Regions from separate parts of the Mus musculus genome. Here region 1 is linked to region 2. Evidence: chromatin contacts called from public promoter capture Hi-C data. All regions are on one chromosome and are shown on one strand. Each heading gives the region's core, a stretch centred on a gene start, on an enhancer-like site or on the middle of the called end of the contact. The rest is flanking DNA. Distances are from core to core; before and after follow the strand shown. Region 1 holds the start of Slc25a47 (solute carrier family 25, member 47). Region 2 holds the start of Evl (Ena-vasodilator stimulated phosphoprotein).

Region 1 (3,511 bases), core at 666-3,165, 300 kb after region 2:
TTCCAGTCCTGAACTTCCTTTGGTGATGAACAGCAGTATGAAAGTATAAGCCGAATAAACCCTTTCCTCCCCAACTTGCTTCTTGGTCATGATGTTTGTGCAGGAATAGAAACCCTGACTAAGACAGAGGCCTCAAGAGACTCATGAGCCTCCTGCATCATGAAGGACACTGGACAGGGCAATGGTGGCACATGCCTTTAATCCCAGTACTTGGGAGGCAGAGGCAGGTGGATTTCTGAGTTCAAGGTCAGCCATGTCTACATAGTGAGTTCCAGGACAGCCAGGGCTACACAGAGAAACCCTGTCTTGAAAAAACTAAAAAAAAAAAAAAAAAAAAAAAATAGCAGGACACTACTAGGCCCACTCTTTTGAGAGTCTCCTGTGGGTTGTCATAGCTGCTATGCTTCGACAAGCAGCTGCTGGGTTCAGCTGGGAGCAGCTGCTGACCCACACCAGTCCTTGCAATCACCTCTGGGCTTTTCCTGGCTGTCAAGGGCTCTCTGTTTCACTTCCAGCACATCAGGTCTCTAGGACAGAGACTAGGTTGTTGTGTTTACTGAGGAGTCCTACGCTTTGGTACCTGGCATGTGTTAGTTGCATGCATCAGGAGCCTGGACAGGTGGGCTGCTGTCCAAGAACAATGACACAGTTAGAGGAGTGTCGGTGGACAGTGGCAGCTGGACCTGACTGAGATCATGGAGGACAGACACCAAGATCGGCAGAGAGAGAAAGGTGTCTGGGGTAAACTGGGGTCTTGGGCCCTACTGTTGGGGTGGATGCCCTAACCATTGGCAATATGGGACTGAAGGGGCTCGGTCCTCTTAGGTGGATAGTGTGTTTTAGGTTCCCTCATTATCCGAGGTCCTAGCTTCTTGAGTGTAACATCTGGCTCAGCTTCCTCTCTAGAGCGACAACCCATCGTCTCCCTCTCGACCTTCTGTTAATGAATTTGGCTGGCGATTCTGCAGGAACCCAGCTGGAGCTTGCTCTGTGTGTGCACAGATTTTGTGGGTGCAGAAGCAGAGGTTATAGGGAGCTCAAAGATCTTGTCACAAAGCCAGATGTCACAAAGCCAGATGGCAGTGTCAACTTCCAACCAGATGCTGAGCCATGCCCCTGCACAGGCCAGGATGGACATCGAGGTTGGCCTTGGACAGGATGCTTTCTGGCCTCTTCTGCCCTCTGCCCTCTGCCGTGGCAGCCAGCACTGACGACTTGTCTAAACATAGACAAACTGTCAGGGCGAGGGGTCATCCCTAGTTTGAAACCAGCCTGTTCAAGGCCAGCCTACGGAGAACAGAAAAACAGGTGGACACGTGGCCTCCTGATGCCCTGCCCTGAGGGTCATTCAGACAGAACTGCAGAATGCCCCATGTCAGCATGCCCCTTCCCTTCATTTGGCAGCTCTCTGGCTCGAAGGCCCCCTGTAGGGCTGCAGCCTGCGTCTTTGAGCCCCTGAACTGAACTAGCAGCCGTAGCCATAGAGACAAGGCTGCACTTTCTGCATCGGCTGGCCGCCATCAAATAGATTGGCTCTTAGGTAGTGCCTGCCTCAGGCAAGTCCCCTTTGGGGTTTTGGTGGTTCCATGATGAGAACAGGCTTTTGCTTTCCCTCCCTTTTAGGGCTGGAGGTGACATGTAAAGTGGGGTACATCTCCGAAGGGACCACTGTTTATGCCATCACCATAAGCAGTAGGAAGCCCGGCCTAATCTGAGTCTGGGGATAGAGGCAGACTTAGGTCTGGGAGCTGGCTACCTCCCATGACCTCTCACATGCTTTCCCGATGCTCGGGTCATTGGCACCCCGAACCTTGTGGGGCATGTGAGTGTGGGCATCAAAATAGCCTGTTAAACAGCCCTAGCTCCGCCTCTGCTCACAGGTATTTAAGATCTGCAGGATTTGTAGGAGCCGGCCAGTGTGGCATTGGCAGTAACACCGGAAACCTTCTCATTTTCTGTGCTGTCCATGGATTTTGTTGCTGGGGCCATTGGAGGTATAAGACTTGGATAGAGGGGCGCAGGGGCTGGGGAGGGTTGGGGTGGTGTGCTTGTGTGTGTGTATGTGTGTGGCAGCCCTGTGCAGTCAGGGTTTGAGCAGATCCATGGGCACGGACCACATAGCCTTGAAGATCAGGCAGGAGGCTGAGCCAGTCTAGAGATTCCTGGCTTGGGAGCAGGAACTTGACCCTGTGGGCTGAGATGGCTGGAGTCCTGGGGAGAGACAGAAGGTTCCAGGGAAGAATTGTGTACCCAGGAGTTCTGTTCGCAGGGAGCAGGGGCTAGATGTCAAGCAGGCCCAGCCGGATGGTTCTCTGGCCCACTGAGGCCTACTGCTAACATCTAGCTCCCCTGCGGCTGAAACTGTCTCCCTCAGAGGTGGCTGCCTGCTGGACTCCCTGTGAGCACCATTGATCCTCAGGCTGTGAGGCTACTTTGAGTGAGGCACCCTTGGCCCTGCAGCTATTGTGAAATAGATAGCTGTGGGTGGCTGTTTCTCACTGCTGGGAACAGCCTGGGGGCTAGAAAGGAAAGAGAGTCCCAGCTTCAGCTTCAGGGAGGATGGCTCCTGGCCTTGGCTCTGCTGCCAGGGTCTTGACCTACACCATCCTGAGGCTGGCTGCTCCCCTGAGTGTTGGTGTCACAGGAAGTCACATGGAAGCCACATCCTCCTTATAGCCACAGGAAAGGTCCTAGTCAGGAGAATCCTTGCTCTGTGCTGGGCCTGGGTCCCCGGTCCTAGGGACTTGGACCCAAGCCTGTCCTTGAAGAACTCTAGATCTAGAGGAGGCCATGGAATATGGGGCCTAGCAACAAGGCCATGGGACGCAGACCCTGATCAGCATGTTTCTGGGCGGAGGCACAGAAAGGAGGCCTAAGAGAGGATGGCTTTGAGGGTGGATAGGAGTTGGTAAAGTGTTTAAGAGATGTATCGGAGCCTCCTGTCAGGCACTTGCTTTATATCCTGCCCCTAGGAACTCCCTCTTCTGCTAGCCCATGGGTCTTGCCATCCTTAGGATCTTTTGTTTTTGTTTTTTTTTCGAGACAGGGTTTCTCTGTATAGTCTTGGCTGTCCTGGAACTCACTCTGTAGACCAGGCTGTCCTTGAACTCAGAAATCCGCCTGTCTCTGCCTCCCAAGTGCTAGGATTAAATATCCTTAGGATCTTTACCCTGGGGTAGAAAGCCCAAGCACTTCACTGGCCCCTGAGTTTCTTCAAAGGTTGTGCTGGCTGTATTATGGAGGCCCTGGTTCTAGAAGTAGCAGAGGGGCAAGGAAGGCATCGTAGATCTCCTGGTCCAAAGCCAGGGTTGGCATTATCAGCCTCTCTGCAAGACGAGTTAGCAGCTGTGTCCACTGTCCTCAGGTAACCAACCCACTCAGACCAGGGAATGGTTACTTAGTGGCAGGCCCGAGGCTCTGACCACCAGGCGGCCCACTGCCTGGGTCTGTGTGGGTGCTTAGAGGGCAATGGTAGGCAGTTTTGTTGTACAGAGAGCCAGATGGCAAGGAG
Region 2 (3,281 bases), core at 614-3,113:
GTCCACAGAGCCTGCGGGACGGTTCCCTCCCACCCCATCAAATGCCTCCTGTCTCGGTGTCTTCCCAAGGGCGGCTGCAAGGCTGTGGTGTAGAAACTGTCTCTCTTCAAGCTGTGCACCGTTATCTTAAGGAGAGTCACCTGAAGCTGAAGAGCTCAATCTGTGAGTCAATACAGGAACCCCAGGCTAACCTCAAGTTGTGAGAGCAAAATGGATCAAAGGTAATTTTTATTTCTTGCCAGAATGGAACACAGCACCCTTTGTCAGTCATTCCTGCCAACCGCTGCCAAGTACTTCCATAGATAAGGGGACAGGCATTGTGAGAGAGGGAACGTCATCGTCCCCACCACACTCAGTGAATTCCTAAAACCAGCAGCTCTGGTCCCAAGGATGTCTCTGCAATCTGTTTCTTTCATCAGAGGGCTCCGTGAGCTGCCAGAAGGGCCGGGCCAAGACAGACAGGGACCACTCCCATCCTCTGCTGTATCCTGCTTCCCTGTGGAGGCTGCTGATCTTTGTCTAAACCAGCCCTACATTTAATGCCAAACATGTTTATCCAGTAGGTGGGAATCCCGAAGCTCACCTTACAGGCTGCTGAGGATCTGTTGAGGCACCAAGGTCAGTAGGAAACAGACTGAAAGGGACTTGCTCACATTTCTCCCTACCCCCACCCGCCCTTCCCCTTTCCCTAACAGCTAGCCATTTGAAGCCAACCTCTCTTGAGCAAAGCAGAAAGAAGGCTTTATTCCTTGGATGTAGAAGAACTTGGTGTTTCCCACTCTTCTGATATAAAATGTTACAAAAAGTTAAACAGTTTTTGAAACATGTGGCCTCAAAAAGATTTCTTTTTGGAGGCCACCGGTTCTTGGCTTTGGAAAATGGGTTCTCCTCAAAAGTGTCAGTGATTCTAGTGTGGGGTGCAGAGGAAGGACACTATCTTTACAGCAAACCCACCAACTAATTCTTCCCTCCAAGTTACAGAATGGCAACAACTTGTTAGACCCCAGGGACAGACACCTGGAGATTGGTGGAAAAGCACAATGTCTGGCTGGAATAAAAGTGTGCACCAACCCGGACTCTCCTGGGGACACCTGGAATACCTTCAGGTGACCTGAGGCCTGAGTATTTTCATAACTCTTAGGATGTGACAAGGCTCTTCTGTAACAAAGAGACCAATCTGGTTCCCAGGAAGAAGGGAACACATGAGGTTAGGAGAACTATAACCTCAGGCATTGCTAACAGTACTGCAGAGCAAGGGATCCGTTTAAAAATTGCAACTTTCAGCCCATAATGCTCTGTTCTGAATGCACTGGAAAGCCGGTTCAGTAGGGCTCCACGTGCCTCCTGGCACTCTCCCCGCTCAGCCTTGCCTCACAAATCACACCCTTTGCCCTAAGCCTCTCCACCTGCCCTTTTCTATACAACTCCTCCACCACCAGGGATTCTGTGGGGTCTCTGCCCGACTCTGCTCGCCTAGCTCCAGGTCAACGCCCCAAACCCCGGCCCCAGGCCCACCACCCTCCAGCCCTTTCCGCGGAGCTCCGCTTTGTCTCTCCCTACTAACCCCATCCTCCAGGCCTCTCCTAGACCTAAGATCCCTAAGCTTTCCCGTTAAGGTCGCCCCGGTCTTTCTCTCGCAGACAAGACCCTGGAATTCACTAAGTTAACCCCATTCCTCTAAGCTACAGTATCTCCTTTGGGACCTTAGGCCACGCCCCCCGTCTTGCCCCCAGGCCCGGTTGCCCAGCCACCCTTTCCACAAAGCTTCGCCCCGCCCCTCTGAACCTGGGCCACACCCCTGCCCCGCCCCTCACGCCCCGCCCTCTTAGAGGCGCGGACCACGGAGCCCCGCGCCTTTTGTGTGGAGCTTCGCTGCGGCGCGCGCTCATTCCCTCCGCGGCCGCCGACCGAGGGGCGTCGGCGCGCGCAGTCTCCTCGGCGGGCGGAGGGGTCCTCCGCCCCGCGTGCACCCCGCACCCCGGACCCCATCCTCCGGCCGCCGCCCCGAGTCTCAGGCGGACGCGCGCGCTCGCTCCCGCCCGCGAGACCCCGCCGCTCGCCCCCTCCCCCGGCCCGTCGGCGGGCGGTCGGGACGCGCACGCGCCGGCCCGGGCACGCGCGCCCGCCAAGATGGCAGGGGCCGGGGCCCAGCTGTCAGTCGCCACCGCCGCCGCCGCCGCGGCCGCGCTGCCTCGCAGCTAGCGGCCCGGACGCCCGCCGGAGAAGATGAGCCCCCGCCGCCGCCTGCAGCCCAGCCAGACGCGGAGCCGCCGCGCCCGGGGTCGGCTGCCCCGCTAGCGTCCCGTCGCGCCGCGCTTTCATCCCCGGCCCCGTGCCCGCCCGGCAGCCACGATGAGGTGAGTCGGGGCCTCGAGCGCAGCGAGGCCTGGAGCGCCCGGCGTGGAGGGTGGGGTGCCCGGGCATCGAAGCGGCCCCAGAGCCCCCAGCCGGCGGCCCAAGCACCAGAAGACGCTCAGGCCGCGGGGTCCGCGGGAGGCCGCGCCCGCCTTGCGGTGCCTTACCGCTGCGCGCGCCGCGCCGGCGGTCCACACTTTGCCATCCGCACGGAGCTCTTCTCCATTAGGGCGCTCTCCTCTTCACCTTTCTCTTCTGACCTGTCCCCTTTCTCTTGCCAACCCTCAGAGTGTGCAACCCCAAAAGGTACGGCTTTTGATGTGCCACTCAGCTAGAACCTTGTCAACACCCAGAAACCCGCGTGCCCTCTTCATTTGCTGCACCCAGCCTTCCTTTCCAGACTAACCTTAGCCTGCTTTCTGGGGTGGGGTGGGGCGCGGGGCAGCGTATGCCGGGTTTTCTTTCTCTCTTTCTTTTTCTTTTTTTCTGTGCAATTTTATCTTCTAGGCACATCTTTCTTAAACACCGTAGCGTCCAATTGTAGATTCGGTTCACCTGTTCTGTGAACTGTTTAAATCAAATAATGCACTGTTGTAATTTTTGTGTCTGCCTACTTTCATCAAAGATATTTCTGAAGTTCGTCCATAGTGTTTCTATTATCTACTTACTGTCCTGCATAGTATAGATAGTACACACTGTATCCATTCTACTGTTAGTAGACTTTTGAGTTGTGTGTAGCTTTTCCCCATTAACGTTGCAATGAATATGCCGGTGGGTGTACTTCCTAAAGCATTCATATCTATTGAGTAGATAGTTTCCCTACCCACAAGTAAGTTGGGTTTTTTGTTTGTCTGTTTGTTTTGTTTCGTTTTTTTGTTTGTTTGGTTTTTTTTACATAAAAAACATGTACATCTTTTGTCGTAGTT

The links. Promoter capture Hi-C pulls out the DNA fragments that hold promoters and counts their contacts.
Region 1: a contact with region 2 is called in a promoter capture Hi-C map of pre-B cells, with 3 times the contacts expected there. The contact joins the promoter of Slc25a47 here to the promoter of Evl in region 2. A contact is called at or near these places in 2 of 39 promoter capture datasets (the 3T3-L1 cell line and pre-B cells).

The regions. Positions count from the first base shown.
Region 1 is chr12:108,849,214-108,852,724 of GRCm38.p6, forward strand. Slc25a47 (solute carrier family 25, member 47) reads left to right here and starts at 1,916. Exons shown (of 6, transcript NM_001012310.2): 1 at 1,916-1,994. The coding sequence starts at 1,967.
Region 2 is chr12:108,552,857-108,556,137 of GRCm38.p6, forward strand. Evl (Ena-vasodilator stimulated phosphoprotein) reads left to right here and starts at 1,864. Exons shown (of 13, transcript NM_007965.3): 1 at 1,864-2,357. The coding sequence starts at 2,353. It overlaps Gm16596 (predicted gene, 16596), which reads right to left and starts at 2,762. Exons shown (of 3, transcript NR_045753.1): 1 at 2,523-2,762.